Regions from separate parts of the Mus musculus genome. Here regions 1 and 2 are each linked to region 3. Evidence: chromatin contacts called from public HiCAR-type and HiChIP or PLAC-seq data. All regions are on one chromosome and are shown on one strand. The core of a region is the stretch at or near the end of the contact, and the rest is flanking DNA. Distances in the headings are between cores, read along the strand shown. Region 1 overlaps Gm51669 (a long non-coding RNA gene). Region 2 has its middle 120 kb from the start of Gm26685. Region 3 overlaps Dpt (dermatopontin).

What was found. HiCAR-type assays count read pairs that join an accessible place to other places. HiChIP or PLAC-seq counts read pairs in DNA pulled down with a chosen protein or histone mark.
Region 1: an H3K27ac HiChIP or PLAC-seq map of regulatory T cells shows a contact between it and region 3, with 4 times the contacts expected there. The contact joins two enhancer-like sites. A contact is called at or near these places in 4 of 39 promoter capture datasets (the 3T3-L1 cell line, cranial neural crest and embryonic stem cells), 3 of 484 Hi-C or Micro-C datasets (cerebellar granule neurons, embryonic fibroblasts and liver) and 1 of 115 datasets of contacts at active chromatin or transcription factors (regulatory T cells).
Region 2: a HiCAR-type map of fibro-adipogenic progenitors shows a contact between it and region 3, with 2.4 times the contacts expected there. The contact joins two enhancer-like sites. A contact is called at or near these places in 2 of 484 Hi-C or Micro-C datasets (the 3T3-L1 cell line and embryonic fibroblasts) and 3 of 115 datasets of contacts at active chromatin or transcription factors (fibro-adipogenic progenitors, heart atrium and pancreatic cancer cells).

Annotation. Positions count from the first base shown.
Region 1 is chr1:165,034,172-165,037,644 of GRCm38.p6, reverse strand. All of the region lies in intron 5 of Gm51669 (a long non-coding RNA gene), which reads left to right. Among named protein-coding and RNA genes, the nearest start is that of Gm51669, 25 kb to the left of the region's middle. Within about 2 kb of position 1,749, at least 14 of the 459 cell types and tissues checked have an H3K27ac peak or open chromatin away from gene starts, as enhancers often do. A contact at or near this core is called in regulatory T cells, where this site is marked.
Region 2 is chr1:164,621,715-164,625,110 of GRCm38.p6, reverse strand. No RefSeq gene overlaps it. Among named protein-coding and RNA genes, the nearest start is that of Gm26685, 120 kb to the right of the region's middle. Within about 2 kb of position 1,985, at least 26 of the 459 cell types and tissues checked have an H3K27ac peak or open chromatin away from gene starts, as enhancers often do. A contact at or near this core is called in fibro-adipogenic progenitors, where this site is marked.
Region 3 is chr1:164,812,960-164,816,628 of GRCm38.p6, reverse strand. All of the region lies in intron 2 of Dpt (dermatopontin), which reads right to left. Among named protein-coding and RNA genes, the nearest start is that of Gm32569, 9.8 kb to the right of the region's middle. Within about 2 kb of position 1,883, at least 89 of the 459 cell types and tissues checked have an H3K27ac peak or open chromatin away from gene starts, as enhancers often do. A contact at or near this core is called in fibro-adipogenic progenitors and regulatory T cells, where this site is marked.

The DNA of each region.
Region 1 (3,473 bases), core at 500-2,999, 220 kb before region 3:
TAAAAGCACCTGCAAGCTTCATTGCTTCATACACGTTGCTATCCTAGTTGGCATCAGCATTCTGCTCAATGACTATCTTTGCTTATTTAGGGTGTTAGTGGGCAATGAAGCCATGTAGTTGATGAGAAAACAGACTCACCCCTTCTGAGTGTGTCCAGATGGCTTACCTGCTAGACCCCCTGCTCACTGCCTAGCTAACAGATGTCCTTGATGTCTAGCAAAGAAAGTTCTGGTGCTCCAGTGTACAGGGTGGCCTGGGCATGAGAGTGAACATTCTCCTAAATCCCCCTCCCTGCCAAGTGTGCGTGACAACTACACCCACAGAGAGACTAGTTGCCTTTGCTTGCTCGTCATCAGAAGATAAGATGAACCCTGAAGGGAGGTACACGTTCTGTGGCAGAAGTGCCTTCTCCCGTGGCCTCTTTCTGCCCTGGGGCTTGGGGTGAGCTGTCACCTTCACATTGCCAACCTAGGACCCGCACAGGAAGTCTCAGCCACTTGCTGGCTCTGTGCAGGTTGGAAAAGTACACATGACAAGCATCCTTTGGCAGGCAGAGCTTGCAAAGAGCCTGGGAGGGTGGGTTGGAGCTGGTACCCTTCTAGGACAGTAACTCTGCCTTCCTTTTTCAAAGAGGAAATTGGCCCAATGTCCATGGACAAAGCTGCATGGATAAGACCTGTGAGCAGAACACAGAGCCCATGTTCTGCCTCATGACCATTTCCTACCGAAATGAAATAATGAGATTCTCCCTTGCCTCCCAGGCTTTGAAAGGAAACCTGCCCCCACTGGCACTCAGTCCCTGGCTCCTTCTCCAAATCATTACTCCTGCGTTTTAGCTGAGCACCTGTCGATTTCCTTGAGGGCTTTTTTCCTTTCTGTTCTCTTCTGTTGCCATCAACAGCTTGCTTTATGAAATCACTTCCCTAACTAATTAAATCACCATTCCCAGTAAATGTAGGCTCTGTTACAACACTGAGGGCCAAGTGAGGAAGGAGCACAGATCTGTGGTAGAGGTGAGGCTTCTAGAAAGAGTGGCTGTTGTGTTCAGCAGATAGCTTCCTTATGACATGTGAAATTTAATCCTCAATGACATGAGGATTTTCCATAAGTAAATCCTTTTTATTATTCCCACCTTACAGACATTGAGTGTGAGTTACAGTGGTCCCATGAGGCTCTGCGGGCTGTGACGCCTCTTCTGGTAGAAATCGAGGCATTGTGTGTATGTGTTTCCTGTCCAAACCTAATCAGTTGCACCTCTGCTCTCGAGGTCCTTTATCAGCGGTGGGGTAACAGCAAGGACAAGTAGAGACCACAACTGGATCTGCTTTCTTTTGTTTCAAAAAAATGACCACCCAGAAACACCAGGGACCCGAACTGGCTGCAAAACCATTTACTCTACATCTCATCTGTTTATTAGACGTGATTGGAAATAAAGTCCTTATCTGGGGGTGGGTGGGAGTGGGGGTGGAGAGGTGTCATAGGGTATGCCTGTTAGCCAAGCCAGCATGAAATGGATCGTGAGTTTGAAGGTGAACCAGCAGTTCACTGGGCCTTTTCTCAAAATAAAGTAGAAAGAAAGAAAAAAGCAAACAAGTGAGAGGTTACAACTTTCAACTAGTAAGCGTTGAATCTATCTATCTATCTATCTATCTATCTATCTATCTATCTATCTATCTATCTATCTGCTTCAGGCAGAGAGGGTTCAGAGACAGCAGGTGGCACTCTTTCTCCTGGAACAGATGGCTGCCTGCAGCTTGCCTTCAGACTGAGCAGGGGATGGACACAACCACTCTAAGGACTTGGCAGGCTTTAGGTACTCAAGAAGAACAGGACAAAAATTCTCTGCTCATAACTGTTGGCCAGATGTAAGCATCCTAGGGCCTGAACACACTCAGAGGCCCTACCTGGGCTTGGGCTACTGATGAGCTTGGATAGGCGTGGTCCCTTCCTATGACCTTCTCACAGTGACTGTGTTTCTAAAAGGTAATTAGTCCTCAGCTAAAGACACCTTCTGTACCTTTCTAGGCTTTAGACTGTGATGCAGGAGAGCCACGTGGCCTCTCAGTATGGTAAGTTTACTGCCACAGGGAACTGGGAGCTGGCCCAGAGGTAAAGCGCTTGCTGAATAAAGATGAGAATGGGAGGAATTTGGATTCTTAGCATCCATGTAAACACTGGGTGTGTGTGTGTGGAGACCTACCTACCTCAGTGATGCTTGGGAGGCAGAGAAAGAGGATTCCTGGAGTAAAAATTCTAACTAAACTAGTTGAATTGTTGAGTTCTGGGTTCAAGTGAGAAACTTTGTCTCAGTGTATAAGGTAGAGAGTAATCAAGGAGGATACTTAGCACCAATGTCTGGCTTAAACACACACAGACACAGACACAGACACAGACACAGACACAGACACAGACACAGACACAGACACAGACACAGACACAGACACAGACACAGACACAGACACAGACACAGACACACAGACACACACAGGCACAGACACACACAGACACACAGACACACAGACACACAGACACACACACACACCTGGACATACATAAAACACACACATACACACATAGATGTACATATCACACACACAGAACAAAAACATGATATACTTATCATAGGCCATATAGAAAGGTGAGAGACTTGGGATTTGATGTGCCATGTTGAGTGAGATATGTCCCCTGATGGGAGATGCAAGGATGGTAAGATCCTGGAAGACCCTTCTTGCCCAGAAGAATGGGGCTTCATTTGAGAGATGTTGGATATGGGAAACACCTTATATTAGGTTCACTTTCAGGACAAATTAAAAGATGCCCTTTGCTCCATGAATGTCACCAAACAATTCCATGTGAGGGGAAGTGTCCACTGAAGTAGAAGTGATGGAGCTGGTAAGGTCACTTGGCTTCAGGCAGATCACTTATCAGTGCTCCACAGTTGATTGTGATTAATTACTGGTGTGTGTGTGTGTGTGTGTGTGTGTGTGTGTGTATGGGGTAGAGTGTGCACACACAAGGGATTATTAAGAGTGAATTGTTTGGAAGAGAAAATATATAAGGCAGGGAGAAGAATCATGGGAATTCTGCACTTCTAGTCCCATGGTCAGTGTTGATGCTCACAGTGACCCAGCCCACTGAGGAAACCATGGGAGCCGAAGCTGATGCACATTGTGCAGTAATATGTGTGTGTGTGCGCTCATGTGTGTGCTCTTTATGTAGCTGGTGAGCCAGCCCTGAATGTCTCCTACTGAAGTTCACATCTTCTAGCTTTGAGGACAAGTTCAGTCAGCTAAGTTCTAGTGGAGAGACAGAGTGACCTTGTCTTTTGCTCCTGGAAGCACTGAAAAAAGTTTAATAGAGTGGAAAGGCATCATGGCTCATGGGTGGTAGTGATGAAGGAACTGGTGGTGGTGATGGTGGTGGTGGTAGTGGTGGTGATGGTGATGGTGGTGGTGGTAGTGGTGGTGATGGT
Region 2 (3,396 bases), core at 736-3,235, 190 kb after region 3:
TAATCAAAATGGTAGGGACCTTGCTATAATTTAGATGTGGTTTAAAAGTGTCCCTCGTAGGTTTGTGCACTGGAATCCTGGTTGCTGATGTGATAAAAGGTGATGAGAATTTTAAGATGGAGAAGTTGCCTAAGGGGAAGTTGCTGTCAGTGCTGACCTCGGAAGGAAATGTTATGGTCCTAAAGGTCCCATTAGAAGCATAATCCCATTATTCCTAAAGAGCAAGACTGACTGATCCCCATTTTCTTTGGCTTCTTGCCTTGACATGTGGGCTCTCTCTTGTGACCATATCCCTTCCCTGTTACTATCTGCCATGAGTCCCTCATTGGAACCTAAATAAATGGAGTTACCCAATTTTGTGTTTTCAGACTCCAAAACTCTTCCTCCAAAAAAATATTCTTTTCTTAATACATTACCTCGACTGCAGTTTTTTTTGTTTGTTTGGTTTTTGCTACATTGATAAAAGACAGACTTCAGCTGGGCATACAGCTTCAATGACTCAGGCTCAGGACTTTAATCATAACTAAAAGCCATCATTGTGAACAAGTGTTACACAAAGCCTGTTTCTCTAGTTTCTAGTTCACTTCAGCTTTCAACTTGCCACAGCTCAGAGCTATATGAGAGGGTCTTAATTAAGGGATTGCTTGAATAACCTAGCCTATGAGTGTGTCTGTAGGTATTTTCTTCATTGATGATTGATATAGTTGGACCCAGCCTAAGGTGGGCAGTGCCATCCTTACTTCCTTCCCAAATTACTTTTGGTCATGGTAATTATCACAGAAACAGAAAGCAAATTAATATAGCTAGTTTAAAGCTTCCATGTTACAACCTATATTATTCTACAAGCTGTACTTATTTTTAAAGTCTAGGAAAGAGCATAGATGCATTCTGATGTTTTTCTTGGTACAGATCACCCTTTGAGATTACAGGAGAACTAAGCAAAGGCATGCTATTATCTTTCTTTATTTGTAAAGTAATATTACATAATTAATTGTATTATAATGCACAAGGGCCAAATACTGTGAGTTGAACATTAAAATTTGAAGTGCCTATCACAACACCCAAATGTTCAAAATTCCATTGTAGTATCTGGGATTTTTCTTAGCCAAATAATGATACCAAAGATTAATGACATTCATGTTTTTATCATTATTTAAGAAACAGACAGTACATAAAATATGTAAAAAAAATAATTTCTCTGGTTAAAAGTAGGGATGGATGGCTTTAATCTACTTCTCTATGTAACCGGCGTAATCTTCATCGTCCCTGGCAGCCCCAGGCAAACCTCCCATGGCTCCAGGGAGCACACTAGGAAATTCCAGGCTTATTATGAAATGCAAGGTTTGTAGTCATGGGGAAACTACAACAGGGAAAAATAATGAAGATATTAGCCAGTGCAGCACACAAAATGCATCGGCTTCAGAGAAAGTTATTCTAGAATTGGACTTGGTAAAATAGAAGCTGTGAGCCTGAGTTGGTAAACTCTAGGCCTTTTCTGATCTAGACAAATTTCTGTTTCTACCACCCAGGAGCCACCAACCAGAGTATTGAGAGCATGAAGGACAGTCATCTCTATGTGTGGAATTTCTCCTCCTACATGCACATACATGTATACATATAGTATACACATGTGTAGTATATTTATACATTGTATACATACATCTGTATCTGTGTATATATATATATATATATATATATATATATATATATATATACTTATACATTTGTGTATATACTATACATATATACTGTGTATATAAATGCATATGTATATATGTACAACATGTATATGCATGTATATGGATGTATGTATCATGTATATATACATATATACGTATATGTAAAGTATACATGATACTAGGAGAGCATCGAGATACTTGTCGTTTAAATACTGTACATGTGGACGAAGCAAACCTTTTAGGGCTGGTCCTGCTCTGTGGCCCATTAGTCATGTTGGAAGAGACCCATACTCTTACTCATCTTGTATGATAATGTTGAACAGGAAAATGTGAACTGTCAGTAGTGATATGTTATGAAGAAAATTGAAGTGAATAGACCTAGGATGATGTCCCCATACTACATGATCTTTTAAACACAATTCCAGGCACTCTGTCTCATACAGTACCAGTTTTTGAATTGATTTTCTCTTTCTATTCCTGATATAAGAAATAAAAATAAATAAAAATTTTTAAAAGACATGAAAATCCATCCATTTGTTTTGTTTCCCAAAGTACGTGAGTAAACACTGGCTTGAATTCTTAAATATCATCTGTTTCAGCACAGTTGTAATTAATATGTTCTAAGCTTTATTGTTTGTTTGTTTGACATCGATACTTTAATGAATCCATTAAACGGTTTAAGTGATACTTATTAGGAATAAGTTAAGTCAAGTCTACTTCCTTCTCAGCCTGTCTTTTCTCCTAAGGATAGGAGTGATGATGGTGTAGGGTGGTGAATCACTAACCACAAGGCATGAGGTCAGCCACATAACAGACTTCCCTATGTAAGTACCTTACAAACCAAATGTAACTAGTGTGTCATAACAATGTGCTCAGAACCACAGGTGATCAGATTAGCTGCTGGGGGCCTTCAGAAATCTTCCTCTACTTAGTCGAAAGCCAAAAATAATCTCTGTGTTCCCAAGAAAGTAGTAATTGAGTCTTTTCCTCAAACATCCAAGACACTGACACTTTACCACTAAATGCATGTCCATAATTGCCCAGTAAGGCTCTGCTCTTAGCTCTTGGGTGTAACCCTCCTAACTCAGATACGATGCAAAGATTTTTATATGCGTGATGTGATTTGAGTGGCACTGAAAATGAAATCTGTTTCAGAGTACCTGAAACTTCACCTTCAGACTCAACCTTCTCCATCTTGAAAAGGTTTTTCTTTGAAAATAAGATTTAAAAAAAAAAAAAGAACCTGTCTAAGCCATATACGAAACTGTTGTGTAGATGGACTCAACCCAAGAGTTTGCTGTTAACCATGGTATCATAGCCCACAGGGAAAAGAATACCAGAGAGGTGCAGGGAGTTGCAGGTAACATTGCAAAGAGAAGGGTTGGAGATTGGCAGGCACTAAAACTGCCTCCCTGCCTTTCCAATTTCTATGATATATCAGTATTGGCACCAAGACTGTGTGCACAATGGTCATGTTTCCTACAGTGCTGACAAATATATTGTGTCAGTTATAACATGTTCCTCGGTTTTCTCTAATGCCAACTATGCCCATACATCAAGTAACTCACTCCCTTGGTCACTGTTATATTGCTGTAAAGAGACACCAAGACCACAGCAACTCTCAAAAGAGAAAGCATTTAATTGGTGGCTTGCTTACACCTTCAGAGGATTAGTTAATTATCACCATGGCAGGGAGCATGGTGGCATGTAGGCAGAC
Region 3 (3,669 bases), core at 634-3,133:
AACTATTGGTTGAATAAAGGTGCTGACAGCCTATAGCTGAGCAGGAGAGAGGAAGGTGGAGCTTCAATTCTTGGACTGGGTGTCTGAGGAGGACCACAAGGGGAGAGAGAAGAAGGTGGAGAGAGAAGACACCATGGGGTAGGTGAGTCATGAAAATATGACCATGAGGGCTGGCCAATTGGACTTAAGAGCAGCCCAGATGGAATATAGCAAGTAATAACTCAGGGTTATTGATAGGGAAGTAGACATAATAACACATAGGGTAGATATCTGCCCAGCTCCAGTGCTTTTGGTTTCTTTCTTGTTTTCTCTGTGTGTGTGTGTGTGTGTGTTTATATTTCCCTTTTATTTTTTTACATTTTTATTAGATATCTTCTTTATTTATATCTCAAATGTTATCCCCTTTCTTGGTTTCTCCTCCAAAAACCTCCTATCCCATTCCCACTCGCCCTGCTCATCAACACACCCACTTCCGCTTTCCTGTCCTGGCATTCCCCTACACTGGGGCATTAAGCCTTCATGGGACCAAGGGCCTCTCCTCCCATTGATGACCAACAAGGCCATCCTCTGCTGCATAAGCAGCTGGAGCCATGAGTCCCTCCATGTATACTCTTTGGTTGGTGGTTTAGTCCCAGGGAGCTCTGGGGTTACTGGTTAGTTCATATTGTTGCTCCTCCTATGGGGCTGCAAACCCCTTAGCTCCTTGGGTCTTTTCTCTAGATCCTTCATTGGGGATATAAATATAAAGGTTGTGTGTCCTTTATCTGAGAACTGAATGATCAAAGACGGGGTAGAAACCCTCAATTGAGGTTAAATGTTTACTACAACAAAACCCAAATGGACTTACATTAAAAAATAAATATAAATAGACAGGGGCAAAGAAGCAGGTGTCTTGGTCCCTCCCAGAGAGCTGGGCATTGGCCAAATAGGACCACATGCCATGTCCTCTACAGTCACATTAGTGCCCTTGTCTGTGTCGACAGACTGAATTCTGGGAACCTGGGCTGTGAGAGGGAACATAAAATGTTAGTGTCTATCCTCTGTGGCATTTGGGGGTTTCTATTTCAAACGGTTCAGATATGTATCACCACACAGCGGAAGCACAGTTCTCAGGATGTCTGTGACTTAAATTAGAAGAGGAAAGTCCCTGAACTTTTTTCAAATTGCTGTTTTGGAAGGGAGCCTCGAGCTCTTGCTTCAAGCCCAGGGCTGGTCGGCAGTGGTCACATTTGTTTTGATTACTGTTGACAGTCATAAGCCTGGCTACCCTGAGCTGTACATCAACAAGGACAGTTTCACCTCCAACTTCTCCTTCCCTCCAAATAAAGCAAACACCCCCCCCTCCTTCACTTTGCCATTAGATGTCTGCTGTGTTGCTGCCTAACACTTGATCTGTATTCTTATTTTCTTCCTGTGATAAAGGTAAGTGGCTGTACACTATACACATAACATGGGATCTAGAAGTGGCTGGACCTTTCTGAATCAAGCTCACTCTTTTGAAGAGCATCACAGCTTCCATATCTCATGGTCTCCACGAGCACAAGGATGATATCACTAAATAAATCAATATAATAGCCATGGTTCAGAACTTCTCCTAAATCTGTGAAATATACATATTTTCTATCCTTTCACATTTAGTAACTAATTGGATAAAGAAATGAAGGATGTCTTCTAGAGTCCTGTGGATTGAAGTGGACTTGGCTGTGATTGACAGGTTTGCTTTGTTCTAAGTGGCTCAGGTTGGGTGAGCTGATACTCTGACAATCAGACACATCTTTGAAGTGTCTGCGTTTGAAGTCTGAACACAAAACGGAGTATCTCCTATATGCGCAAATAGATGCCAACATTATAAATAGGGGACAGTAACTGTGACAGCTGCTCCAGCTGAGGAAAGGGACAATTGATTCTGCGCAGGCTCAGGGGAGCTGTGGTTCTCCAGAATGAGTGTACACAGGGCAGGGTGGTGGCTGCTTGTGAAAAACAGGAGTACCCACATGCAGTGTGCCCTCTTAAACACTAACATCCAGATTCATTTTATCAAGATATAGGAGCTTCCATCTCTGCAATAATAGCTCCTATGCTAGCTCAGAGCCATCAGTGTGTACAGTTCCTCTTTTTATCAGGCCTCTGGGAAACATGCTACAGGAGACCAGCCAGCCAGGGCAGGCTGACAGACTCCCTGACGGAAGGCCTATGAGCTCATTCCTGACTTGGACACAGCATCACAGGAATGGTCTTGCCAAGAAACCTCATCTAGTGTTAAAATCAGAACAAAGGTGCCCGATTTCACAAAGATTTTCTTTGACTGGATTATTCACAGTGGAAGAGAAGAGACAAATGCTCTCTTTAACTGACTTTTGTTGTTGAGAACTAGGAATGTCCAGGAATTAAGCGAAGCTACTCTCTGCCTTATAAACTGGACATGATGGGGAAGTCAGGGGGGAAATGATGGAGAATGCTGAGTTTGAGTGTCACAGAAAGCCAGTGACAGTGAAAGGCAATGTAAAGGTCATTTAAACAAGTGACTGTGTCCAAGCAGATCATTCTACAAACCTACTGATCAGTCATAGATCCAGAGAAGGATCATTAGGCAAAACAATAAAGAAGCGAACACGTTCCTAAATTCAAACCCCTCGGTCCCAGGATGCATATGCGCAGCTTCCATCCAGCAGGCCGACTGACTGGGATGTGACCTGGAGGAGCTGGAGCTGTTTGAGGACAGTGGAAGAGGCAAAAGGTCTCCGTAGTCTTGTTTGCCGCCCTTTTGGTGACATGTGTTGGCTGTTAACAGACCATTGGACTACAAATTTGGATTCTTCCAGCTAAATAAATATGTGTTGCATTTACATACTCATCTAGTCCAGTGGGAACCGATTAGAAATGGCATGCCTGCATCGAGCAGGAATTTACTTTCTTGCCAGGTTTCAGTGATGTTGTGATATCCAGAGAGATATCACGCTGAAATCAGAACAGCACCTTGGCTCCCACCAAACAAATAAATCCCACATGCATCTGGGAGTTGGTGATGATTTTGTTTTTCTATCCCGGAATGATATTATTTCTGAGTCTCTAAATGCTCGAAAATACAGAGGTGCCAGACATTCACTTGACAGGCTTCTCATGCATGCTGCAGAGAGAATTTCAATGTAGAAGGGAAGGAGGCTGCATTGGAGCATGCCTGCAATCCCAGCACTCTCAGGATACAAAGACAGGAAATGTCTGCTGAAAGTTTGAAGAATCCCTGATCTACAAAGGCAGTCCTAGACAAGCCAAGGATATATAAAACTTGTGTCAGACAAACACACAGGACTGGGGAGGTGTCTCAGTGATTCAAAGCACCTACTGTTCCTGCAGAGGACCAAAGTTCAATTCTCAGCACCCACATAGGGTAGCTTTCAATCTCCTATAGATCTACATCTAAGGGATCTAATGGTCTCCTTAGGATTCCATGGTGCCTGGACACACAGACACACAGATACACACATAGACACACACACACACACACACACACACACACAGACACACACACACACATGTAGGTGGAAAGGTTCATCCTTTCATGTGTCTAGTTCCACCATTTAATTCAAGTCAGCTAAAGTGACGTAAGAGAAGGTACCAAGGACAGGGCTTAGCAGCATGTCAGTGTGGGGAAGGTAGAACATAGCTGTC